2 separate regions of the Mus musculus genome follow, and region 1 is linked to region 2. Evidence: chromatin contacts called from public HiChIP or PLAC-seq data. All regions are on one chromosome and are shown on one strand. The core of a region is the stretch at or near the end of the contact, and the rest is flanking DNA. Distances in the headings are between cores, read along the strand shown. Region 1 overlaps Gm35837 (a long non-coding RNA gene). Region 2 holds the start of Col18a1 (collagen, type XVIII, alpha 1).

What was found. HiChIP or PLAC-seq counts read pairs in DNA pulled down with a chosen protein or histone mark.
Region 1: an HNF4G HiChIP or PLAC-seq map of pancreatic cancer cells shows a contact between it and region 2. The contact joins the enhancer-like site here to the promoter of Col18a1 in region 2. A contact is called at or near these places in 8 of 39 promoter capture datasets (the 3T3-L1 cell line, the C10 cell line, the HPC-7 cell line and 5 more), 1 of 15 datasets of contacts at CTCF or cohesin (the G1E-ER4 cell line), 13 of 484 Hi-C or Micro-C datasets (the C2C12 cell line, the G1E-ER4 cell line, the N1E-115 cell line and 7 more), 17 of 115 datasets of contacts at active chromatin or transcription factors (bone marrow-derived macrophages, craniofacial prominence, double positive thymocytes and 11 more) and 4 of 9 other capture datasets (adipose tissue, bone marrow-derived macrophages, macrophages and 1 more).

What each region holds. Positions count from the first base shown.
Region 1 is chr10:77,212,794-77,218,909 of GRCm38.p6, forward strand. All of the region lies in intron 1 of Gm35837 (a long non-coding RNA gene), which reads left to right. Among named protein-coding and RNA genes, the nearest start is that of Gm40704, 4.8 kb to the left of the region's middle. Within about 2 kb of position 2,973, at least 49 of the 459 cell types and tissues checked have an H3K27ac peak or open chromatin away from gene starts, as enhancers often do. A contact at or near this core is called in the G1E-ER4 cell line, the HPC-7 cell line, bone marrow-derived macrophages and 3 more, where this site is marked.
Region 2 is chr10:77,165,066-77,171,301 of GRCm38.p6, forward strand. It overlaps Col18a1 (collagen, type XVIII, alpha 1), which reads right to left and starts at 1,465. Exons shown (of 42, transcript NM_009929.3): 1 at 1,374-1,465; 2 at 1,225-1,295. The coding sequence starts at 1,384.

The sequences.
Region 1 (6,116 bases), core at 1,723-4,222, 49 kb after region 2:
AGAGGCCAAGGCAGAGAAAAGACTCCCAAGCCTCGTTCACCTCTTTCCCGGACCTTCTAAGTCTCACCAAGGGTGTCCTTGCAGTCAGAGTGCTGGCAACAAGAACTTCTCAGTATGACCTGGGTGACTATCATGTGACCTGCACTGAGCCTTCTTGGTCAAATTCCTCTAGGGTAACCAGGACACTAAAAGTCAGTGAGGTGCAGGGAGGCAGGACCAGACCCGACCCCCCCCGCCAACACACACACAAAAGCTGCACATGGTATTGTCCTAACACTTGGTCTCATGAACACTGGCTGTAGCTCCTTGGAGTCCTCTGTGGCAGAAGGCTCAGAATAAATATTCTGACTTGGCCTTTGCTGGGGACAGGTAGGGACAAACTTGCCTGAGCACACAGATGCCCCGTCTCTTCACAAGAGGAATTCTGTCTACCAGGAAGATAGGGACCATGGGCAGATCTTGAACTGTGGGGTCCCAGTTGGTGATGTTGGTCTCCTCTTCTCTTTGTAAATGATTGCTTTTTCTTTTATGTGCACTGGTGTTTGGCCTGCATGTCTGCCTGTTCTGTGTGAGGGTGTCCGATCCCCTGGAACTGCTGTTACAGAGAGTAGTGAGCTGCCAGATGCTAGGAACTGAACATGGGTTCAACTCCATTCCCACACTGGTCTCTTAATTACCGCTAATTTTTTATTTGTTTGTTTGTTTTTGTTCCAGCAGACCAGCATGGACTATTCCAGTAAAACAAAGGTTTTATTGGTTCTGGTCTCATTAATCAGCAGATTTTTCAGCCCCCAACTAACCAGAACCAAAGATTCTCAACTCAAAATAGCACATGTCCTCAAGAGAGTCATTAAGTGGCTCTCAAACTGTCCTTCAGAACTTCTCAAGCCAGGCAGGCCTCCGTCGCCTGCCCTGCTCTCCACATTCTTATCTCCCAAGCTCCACAGAAGAGCTCAGCATACTTTGAACCCTCAGTGACTTTTCTGGACCAAAGTTCACCAAACCCCTTCCATGATCATCCCCAAAACAACACAGTCAGGTCTGTGACCGCAATACCCCAGGATCCCGGTACCTTAGGGTTACTACGGCTGTGTTGAAAAACCAATCCCCAAAGTAACTTGGGGAAGAAAGGATTATTTCACTCAGGGTTCCATATAACAGTTCATCACTGATGGAAGTCTGGACAGGAACTCACGGAGGGCAGGAACCTGGAGGCAGCAACTCATGCAGAGGCTGTGGAAGAGTGCTGCTTACTGGCTTGCTCCCCGTGGTTTGCTCAGCCTACTTCTTATAGAACCCAGGACCACCAGCCCAGGGATGGCTCCTTCCACAATGGGCTGAGCCCTCTCCCATCAAGCACTAACTAAGAAAATGTCCTACAGGCTTGCCTACAGCTGGATCTTATGGGGGCATTTTCTTAACTAAGGCTTCTTCTTCTGTGATGACTCTAGCTTGTGTCAGGTTAACGTAAATGTAACCAGTACAACAGGAATCTCAGGTTCCATAGGTCTCTATGAGAGTCCTGGGATCTAAAGAAAGGATGTCCTTGGCTATCTTCTCTGTCTATCTGAAACAGGTCTCTTTTCACACTTCCCTACCCAGGTGTGTTGACACCCCAGGTTGAAGGCTCAGACACCATAGTACCCTGTTATACCCAGCATGCCTTCTGTTTGTGACAGGCTTCTGTCTGCTGGCTTGTGAATCAGACCTCTAGTGCCCAGACAAAGCTTATTGTGGGGGCTCTAGGTCTCCTGAGTAATATGTGACAAGTGTCAGTGACAGTCACCATAAGAAGAAAGAGAAATGGTGTGCGCTGAGGCACCCGAGTGGTCATCCAGAAAGCATCATTAACAGAAAGACCAAAAGCCAAAAGCCAAAAATTCTGCGTCATAAAGAACATCTGATTAGGAAGAGAGCCCTGGCCCCCCTTCTTCACGAGAGGGAGCTAAGGTCAGCTTTGAAAATATGCAGCCTCAGCACACTGCCGGCAAACAGCTCCCTCCATGAACTTGGTCTCAGGGCCTCTTTGCTGTGATTGTGAACATGTGGCTACTTCCCTTAGAAGGAAATGGTTGTTTCTTATTCAACCTACCACACCCGGCCCCCGCTACTGCTTTGTTTTAAAATAACTTAAAACGAAAAGGAAAATTAAAGTTACAGAAACAAAAAGGGGCCATTCTGAACCTCACTGTTCCTTGACAATGCTTTGCACTTGGGTCCATTGTCTTTATCCCTCTCCCTAGGGCAGTGGTCCGCAACCTTCCTAATGCTGTGACTCTTTAACAGAGTTCCTCATGTTGTGGTGATCCCCCCAAGCCATAAATTATATATATTCTAGATAAGCACAGGTATATAGTCATATATACAAGCACATCTATATATAATCATATAATATGTGTATAATTTTGCCACCATTGTGAATTATATTCTTTTTCAGTAGTTAATGAAGCTGGCATTCTTGAGCTGAGCGACTCCTGGGGTCTTTCCTATGTTCCTGTTCTCTTACACTTTATGAAGCATTTTGTGTTCGTGTTCAGGTGCTGGGTTGCCTCTTGTTTTCTCCTCTGTTAACACCTAATTCAGGCATCAGGGTCGTGTCAGCCCCCTAGTGAAGTGGAGGCTCTGAGTATCCTAAGACTGTGATGGCAAAGACTCAGGCAGGGACTTCAGTAACCGACCAATACATATTGCCACATCCTCCGAAAGAGGACCAGTTGTCCCATCTGCAGCTGGGCTGAGAGAAGTCCTTCCTCTGTGAAGCCCCTTGAGGCACAGACCTCTGGCTTTTCATCTCTCAAGCACCCTCCACACAGCCTGCTTTGATCAGGCCCTGACATCCCAGCATCTCAGCCCGCAGGCCTGTAGCTCCCCAGCAGCTGGAGCTGAGTTGGAGAAAGGGCTCCGGGCTGTGGCACAGTCTGAGCACAAATGGCTGCTCTTGGGGCTAGCCCATGGACTCCAGCCAGCCTGGGGCAGGAAGTAGGTCCCAGGTGCCAGCACTCAGCAGGGTGTGCAGCCTCCTAATGTATGGAAAGAGGTCAGGTTGAGGCTGCGCTGTCAGACTTTCCAGGAACAGGCTCCATGCATTATCTGTGTGGGAGGAAGGAAGTGGTCCTGGGAGGGGCAGATAAGCCCTCTGCCCCACAGGAAGGGTGAATATTCCAATCACCCAGGCCTCTCTTTGCCCAGAATCTGTGGGCGTAGGTTAAGGCTCTGGGAGACCCACCTATTAGGGCCACACATAGACAGATACACTTCTTGAACAAGGGCCTCTCACTTAGAACTTGCAGGGAAGCAGATAGAGGTATCCACCTTAGACCTGCCTGCGAGGCATGGACAGCTCGGTAGGTACTCACAGGCTGGCACACACTGATGCACTCTGACACACTCTGGCCACTTAGCATCCAGCACTTTCATGGATCTCTATGGTGCTCCCATCCCTGCTGGACCTCAGGGGTCCTGAGGCTCCTTGCTGGCCTCTCCTGGGTCTTCTCTTTGCAGAGTCCTGGCTTTTGTGTCTATTGCCTGTCCTGAACAAGTGCTTCTTCTCATGTTGGGCTCTGAACGTGAAGTGCCACCACCCCAGAGCCACCAAGTCAGAACTTGGGAGGAGTGGGTCTCCTCTCTTTCTAGGCCCTGGTTCATTTCCTGGTCTACTGTGATCCTAGGCTCCAAGGGCTTCGGCTTCCCAGCCTGCTTCTTGGTGTCTCCACATCAGATAAGAGCCTTCCCTTAAATTCCATGTCATTTTGGAGCAGTTATCTACTAATTCATCACCAGGCAAATTATCCTAGCCTGATATCTCTACAGATTAGACAGGACTGAGGAATAAAAGCCTGTCCAGGCTTCTCTAGGACCTGAGAAGAGGCTTGGGCAGCCTCCTTGTCCCCAGGATCTGGGTCAGGGGAACTCTAGCCTAGCGTCTCCTTGGGGAGCTCAGGAGGTGTGATGGAAGCCTCAGGCCAGACTGGGGTTAGCAGGGGTCCCCGTTTGCCATTGCTAAAAACAGTGAGTTCTGGAGCAAGCTGGGCCCAACACTTGAGGAGTCTAGATAGATGCACACACTTGTGTGTGTGTGTGTGTATGTAAAGACATATGCCACGGACAGACATAGCATGCACGTAAACATGCATATGTGTATACACGTGCAAGCTCATATATGTTCATGCTACAATTAATGCGCATGTTGTATGTGTGTATGTGACGAGACTCTGTGTGTGTGTGTGTGTGTGTGTGTGTGTGTGTGTGTGCATGTATGTGTCCGTTTGGCCTGAGTATGTAGTATGTACATGTGGATATGTGTATGTACGTACACACGTATTTTCAAGTTCAGGAGCCACACCCTTGAGTAGTGTAGAAATGAACAGAAGTGATCTCCAGAGCTTTGCCTACAGCTGGTTATCTGAAACATTGGAAGAACAAAGCTGACCATGTCTCTTTCCCTGGGCTCTCGAGTTCCCAAGAGGCTCATTAGGGAAGATGGAGGAATCTTGGCAGCTGGACGGCCTCTGGGATCATATGTATGTGAGTGCACACACACACACCCACACACACCACCACCCCCCCACACACACACGCATGGATGCATGGAGGGGGAAGCACGGCCTGTGGAGTTCATTCCTGACAGCTTCATGAAGCTTGCTTCCTGGGAATGACTGGGAATAACAAGATAACAAGGCAGGAGTGTGAACTGTGGACAGACGTCCTTGTAGAGATCCACTGGGCCCTCGGCTGAGGGCAGAGTCCAGTGCTCCTCCTAGCACAGGGCTGAGGCTCTGGCCCAGAGGCTTTTGGATTCCTACCCTGGCCTCACAAGCTGGTCACAGGGTTCTGGGCTTAAGGCTCAGGGGACTTGAAGAGCTGTGGGGACACACACCCATGGAAGCAGTAGAGGAATGTAGGGGACTGTAAGTCTCCATCACTCTGCCCTGACCCCTGCTGTGGACATGGGGGGAGGCGTGGTCAGGGCCCGGAGGCTGATGGGTGGATCATGAGGTGCTTCTATCCAAGCGTCAACCCTAAAGCAGAATTGCAGCACGCACACAGCAGGGTTTTGAACTGGTCTGGTTTGGAGCATGAATGGAGCCCATGAATCCAGGAACTAATACTACCTTTCTCACTGTGGCACTGTGTGAGTCTCCAGCACACCCAACATCTGCCCAGGAGCACCTACACCACGCCTTGTACCGATCCCAGGGACCTTCATCATAACTGTGGTACAGTATCCCATTGTCTAGATAAGCTGACATTCATTTACCTATTTGGGGGATGCCACTAATCTTTGCTCTATCAGTTGAGGTCCCAGCTAACTTCCTGGTATATACAAGCCACTCACTCCCCTGACAGTGAGGTCTCTGGAGCACCCGTTTCCGAGCCTCAGTTTTATGTGGACAGGACACTGTCCTGTTTACTAACTGTGATGGTTTGGATATGCTCGGCCCAGGAAGTGGCACTATTTGGAGGTATGGCCTTGTTGAAGTAGGTGTGGCTTTGTTAGAGGAAATGTGTCACTGTGTGGGCTTTAAGACCATCATCCTAGCTGCCTGGAAGGCCTGCAGCCTTCAGATGAAGATGTAGAACTCTCAGCTCATGCCTGCTTGAATGTTGCCATGTACCCGCTTTGATGATACTGGACTGAACCTCTGAACCTGTAGGCCAGCCCCAATTAAATGCTGCCATTTATAAGTGTTGCCTCGGTCATGGTGACTGTTCATAGCAGTAAAACCCTAACTAAGAGACCAGGAGACCCCCAGCTCTTGATACTCGATGTCCTTGTGCTCCCTGCTGAATATGTCATGGTCTCTCCCTTCACATCAGTTCATCCATCACAATGGGACCTGGTTCTGTGCCACATGCGGTGTGGCTCTTTCTGTCTTCTCCTTCCCTCTTCTCATGAGCGTCACAGGGGTTCTCTGAATCACTTGGACTGTGGTGTCTATTGGTCAACACACCTCTGCTGAGTGCTGTCACCTGCCTGGTATCTGTAGCTGTGCACTGTCTTAGCATCTGGTGGTGAGTCTCCCCTTACTCCTGTGACATCGCTGGCCCCTCCTCCCATGCTGTACACACTCAAATGCATCCTGGGAATGTTCGTTGACCTACAGATCTTTTTTTTT
Region 2 (6,236 bases), core at 215-2,714:
CACCCCACCCCACCCCACCCCCTGTAGTTAACACAAATAAATGAAGAACTATCTGCTACCCAAGCAACAGGTGCTTTTCAGATCTGCTGTTTAAAAGGGCCTGTACTGATGTTTAGCCTGAAGTGACTAACGCACTAAAGCAATGTACCAAGTTACTTTTCCTTCCCAGAGTGACTCCCCTCCTCTCTTTATCTTTTATCCTTCATGATGCTGTGGCAAGAGGCCTGGGACCACAGCAGGTGATACTGCAGAGTTCGGATTTGGTTCTTTCGGGAGGTCACCAGCAGGCGCCTTTGTGATAAAGCGCGGGGTTTCTACCCCGGCAGTCTGGCATTGCACCAACCCCCAACTCAGGAGCCTCTTGGATATGTTGAGCAGGAGGAGAGCAGCCAGTTGCTGGTTAGCTGCAGAATCTCTGAGCTGGTGGCAAAGCAGTTCTCAGTGCGCCCATGCTGCTGCGGTCCTCACAGGGCAGCAAAGAAGGCGACGATTCCGTGGGCTTAGGAGCATTGTGGCCGGCCTGACTGCGCTTGGCGCTCATCAGCATCAAAGGGGACCGCGCGCAACCCGACACCACTGCAGGCGCGGGGGACAGGGGCCTGGAGCTGCAGTGGTACACAAAGACTAGCCGGCCACCGGAGTCCGGCCCCGGGCAAACGCGCGCAGTTTTGCCTCAACAGGTTGGAAACGCAAAGATGACGCCATGCACTTAACGATCTTTCTCGGTTCTTTCTCAGCCGTGACAAACCCCGCCCACGGTCCCTCCCGAGGACCTGGAGGGACCGGCGGCGGCCACTCACTCAAGCGTTGACCAGAATGAGGCCAGGAAGGGCAACATTGGTGAGGTGGGACACGGGTGTATGCCTCTGCTTGCCTAGCCAGCGGAACGCACAAACTTCCCCGCAGAGCCGCTTAAGTCTGGCCACCCCACAAGGGACTCCAAACACGGACAGCTCGCACCCCGGAACCCCAGACGCTCAAACCCTAGAGAATGAATGGCCAACATAAGCAACACAGCACTGAAAACGCCACCATCGCGCTACCCTTGAGCGCTCCAGCCACCGGCCGCCACCTGCGCGTGGGCAGGGCCCGGACGCCACTGCCTCCCGGCAGACCGTACAGGATAAGAGGTGGCTGTTTCGGGGACAAGCCACAGAACTGCACAAAAGGCACGTAAGTAGAGCGAACCCTGGGGCACCAAGTTATGTTTCCATCCAGGCTTACCTGGCTCTGCCCAGGAGACGCGTGCCACCAGCAGCAAGACCAAACTGGTGAGCACATCCAGGAGGTGCCACCTGCGGAGGACAGTCACAGGTCAGTGGAGCCCAAGAGACCCGCAACCCCTCTCACCCTTTAGCCCTGAGCCTGCAAACCTGGGCGCCATCTCCCCAGGCCAGGCCGTCTGCGCCCGGATGCTGCACCCAGCTCCTCGGTGAGCCGCTAGCCCACAGTGCTCCCGACCGCTGCTGCGGGCTAGGGCAGGGGTGGGCAGGGGCGGGACGGGGCGGAGACAGCTCGATGGGCGGGGCTCTGGGCTCAAGAAGCAGAGCTGGGCCAGAGAGGACCCGGTGAGCAATCTGGTAGGATCGGAACCTGGGAGCAAGCAGGGTGAACAAGGGCTGGCATCTATCGCAGCTTCTAAAACTCTGAGTGGCAGTCTCGTCCTCTCTCCAATGTCTCCAACGCGGGTGTTGTCCCTTCATACCATGTTGCCTCCTGAAGCTACCAGAGGCAATATGTGAGATCCAGATTCAAAGCCAGAGCAAGGTGCAAGGATGTCCCGCATTCATTAATTCATGCCCACTGCAGGGCATGTGTTCAGTCTGTGAGGTGGACAACGGGAAGGTCAGAGATTTGAAGAAAGAAGACATCTACCATCAGTGGAAACTTCGGAGCGACCACGACCACTTCTTATGTCCCTTGCACTCTTGGATCCCTGGGTGTGTCATGAGGGTCCTGCCAGCCTCAATATCTCCACTGTCTTCTAGTCCAGGGCAGGCTCTCTAAACCGTGCACGTTGCCATGGTGCACCCCCACGGGTATCTCCTCCAAGAGCTGCCTGCAGGTGTACATGTGTTATGAAGCCAGCCACACCCAGGGGTGACCCCTGTCCCCACATCCACCCCCCCCACACACAATTGGAATACCCAGAGACAAAAAGGTACCTTCAAGTAAGCACACACACACACACACACATTTTTCTCTCTTTTGGGCTCCTTCCTCCAACAACAGGGCAGCATGGCCTTCCTGGCCTGGCCTTTAACAAAATCAGAGACATTGACCCCTATCAAACAGCAAATCCAGATTCCAGAAAGCCATTCGCGCTGGCCTAGTGACAATTTCCCAAATTCCCCAGCCCTCATCCTTGCCCATCTCCACTGTCCTTCTTAGCCTGGCTCATTTCCCAGACCACAAAGAACTATCCAGGTTCAGCCAGGGTCCCCAGACCTTCTCACACCTCCACCCTGAGTCTGTACCATCTCAAGTGACTCACACTTTTTCTGCAGACCAGAGACCAAGTCCTTCAGTAACACCCCATAGCTTTTCCTAAACCCCAGAGTTCTTCCTAATCCTCCCAGGCCCCTCTCCAGTCTCCCTTCCTCTTAGTCTCCATATAGCCTCCTGACCTGGGCTGGTTCTGCCCTCCCTCTGCCCACTGCTCCGCAGCTGCAGCCCGAGGCCTGCTTGGGATTCTCATCTGCTCACATCATCTGAATCCTCTCCAGGCTTCAAAGGCCGGATCCTGCCCCAGACCCAGGGGCCTGCCCAGTCTCGCCCATCCACCTGGCCCACATCCCCACTTCATCCGCCTTCAAACCTGGAGTCCCTGTCCAGGTGAAAAGGGCACAGGGAGGAAGAAAGCAATCTAGAGGACTGTAGTCCACATTTTTTTAAAAGAATACAAATGATTGATTGCCCTGCACTCTTTTTCAAAACTATTTCAGAGGCGAGGATAGGTCCATGTGCTGTCTGTGCCTGGCAGGTCTTTGTGTGCAACTCCACGTGTGTTTTTCCATAGTTATACTTAGCATGTGCACGTGTGTGTCCGATGACATGTATTCGTGCACACATACATGTAGGGGCATGTCCTGGATCTCAGTAATCCTGTCTCTCTTTGTATTCATGTCTGTCTACCTGGAAGCCATGCCCATGTGGGGAGTCTGAGGTAGACTTGGGGGAAGGAGAAGGAGTTTGGGGGGAGGGGGAGGAGGGGGTTCTTGTTTCTTCTGCCTGCCTTCCAGGTCTGCTCCCACTGCAGTAGGGCCTAATTCCTCAATCTTCAATTAGCCGATTGGAGCTCAACTATGTGTCCAAAACTGCAGGCCTCTGCAGGTGGCGGGATGTAGCCCCCAGGGCTGTCTGTCATTCCTGGGAGAAATCCTGAAATGGAGGGGGGCACACCAGGCATCCGGGGGCTTCAGAGTCCGCTGCCTGCCTTCTTCAAGGTTTGACACCTCAGGCTGAGGGGAGTCCACTTCAGAAGAGTTTGGGGATGGTGAAGGAGGAGCAGCAGGAGACAAGCAAGCCTCCTGGTCTTTCCCAGACACAGGGAAGATTATTCAAAGGTGTCAAAGCTACTGACAATGGAAATCACCCACAGGAGCTCTCTGCTATGAATGCAGTGTCAGGAAGCAACAGTGGCTGTTAAAAAAAATCCCGGCATGTTCTATACGTCTTTCCTATAGTCTCTGTCCTGCTCTTGGGCCCTTACAACATCTCCATTCCCCCCATAATATTCACAGCTTTTTCCTAGAAGGGTTTTGATCCCTTCGTATATACAATTAACACATGATCACTCTAGAAGGGGGGGGGGGGGCTGAAAATACAGAAATGCACTTAGGAAGATCTCAGTTAGTGCTAGACTCTATGCCCTTCCTCTTCTTCCGCATCAATATGCTCAGCTCTAGCCCTAGTCTCTGCAACTGAGGGGCACAGAAGAGGAAACACATACACACAGAGAGAGGGGGAGGGAGAGAGAGAGAGAGAGAGAGAGAGAGAGAGAGAGATCGGTCCTCAGCATGGTGCCTGGCTCCCCTAGCATCTTGGGTTCAACTCCAGACTCTGTTTCTACTCTTATGCCCAGAGCGACACCATGGAGTTGGGCATGAGCTACGTGTGAGTCAGCTTCCTGTTGCTGTGACAAAATTAAAAAAAACACAATCAACTTAGAAGGAAGAATGTCTCCTTTAGGATCCTCACTTCTTAGGGTTCAGACTACCAACTTTATAACTTTTAATACCAACTTCTGTATTAGTCAGGGTTCTCTAGAGTCACAGAACTTATGGACAGTCTCTAGATAGTAAAGGGATTTATTGATGACTTACAGTCGGCAGCCCAATTCCCAACAATGGTTCAGTCGCAGCTGTGAATGGAAGTCCAAGGATCTAGCAGTTACTCAGTCTCACGCAGCAAGCAGGCGAAGGAGCAAGAGCAAGAGCCCAGTCATATTGGAACCTTAAGCCTGCCAGAACATCACAACAGGAAGCCTATCTCAGAGGAGGCTGCCCACTGATCGACTGGAAGAGAGAGGGACCAACAGTCCCTCAAAGGACATGCTTCATGACTTTATTTTCCACCACGAGGCGCTCAGTTTTCCTTCACCTCCCAGTGACACCAAAGACAGGGGACCAAACCTTTAATACGTGGAGATCCAAATCACAATGGCCACCAAGTAACATTTCACCAGGAAGGGGGAAACTACAGAAAGGGCCAGGTAGCTATGAAAAGCACGGTGTCTATCAGAAGTCTAGTCTCAACCAGGTTCCATACTGTGGGGTCATCCTGACACTTTGTATCTATACCCAATCTCTGCCCCAGGCTTGGTCCTAGTAGATACTTCCATAGAACCAAGATATGCCGGTTGCTACACAGTGGGGGACAGCTTTCCAGCTTGCCTCATCTATGACCAATGCTCAGCACTAAGGCTGTCTTTGACAAGAATCCCTGTGATGAACAGCTAAGCCTTGAAGGCAGACTGCGTGGAAAGATGTATCCTGACAGAAGGACGAATCCTGGCAGAATTTTTCTTGTTTGTTTTTCTTTCTTTTTTTTTTTTTTTTTTTTTTTTTTTTTTGGCTTTTCGAGACAGGGTTTCTCTGTGTAGCCTTGGCTGTCCTGGAACTCACTCTGTAGACCAGGCCTTCCTCGAACTCAGAAATCCACCTGCTTCTGCCTCCCAAGTGCTGGGATTAAAGGCCTACGCCACCACTGCCCAGCCCTGGCAGAATTTTGTAACTACGAGTTACAAGATTGTGGGATACCTATAAAGCAAAGCACTATGTCCCTGTGAAGAGACCTTAATGAAAGATGCCACCGTGGAAAAGTCCTGTCCAACAGCACAAATACAGTATGGGGCTGGAACACTCACAGCTCAAGAGGCTGGCCCGCCGTTGAGAAGTGGTTGTCTCAGAGCAGGGCAGTTGCTCAGCTTTTATGTAGTCCGCAGTTTCTGAGGTTTGACGTAGCCACCCTGTACTTGATTTGCTGGGCCTCTTGTTTGTCTACTTTCCAGAAGTGAGGAGGAACCAAAGTGCTAGCTTCCTATCACTCACGGGCAAAGGGCATCACACAAAGACCTAAAGCCTCTGTTTGCATAGGACTGAGGCTCCAAGAAGGAAACTCCATCTCAAAAGTCACACTGTTACTGATGCTCCAGGGACAAAGAGCTCCAAGTGGCTTCTTACTCCCTGCCATGCACCACATGGTTAGCAGTGAAGCCTGCACGTGACTTTCTCCTTCCGGTATTCACCTCGTGGCGCCAACATAGCTGACGGCAAAAGTTCTCAACCTGTGGGTCTCGACCCCCATTGAGGGTAACATGTCAGATAGCCTGCATGTCAGATAGTTACAGTATGATTCATAAAAGGGGCAAAATTACAGTTATGAAGTAGCAACAAAAATAGTTGTATAGTGGGGGGGGGGGGTCAGCACAACATGAGAAATTGTATTACAGTCACAGCATTAGGAAAGTTGAGAACTACCAGTTAATGGCATGGTGGACCTAACTCCAGTGTACATGGTGTCTCCCTAGAGCTGGAAGGACCACTCAACTCAAACCTAGCCCAAGCAGGGGCTGGGGAAAGGGCTCAGCAGTAAAGAGCAGTTGCTGCTCTTCCAGAGGATCTGAGCTGGGTTCTCAGCACCCATGGATGGCAGCTCATGACTGCCTGTAACTCTGCCTGGCTTTTGAGGGCACCCATACTCAGGTGACATATATATATATATATATATATATA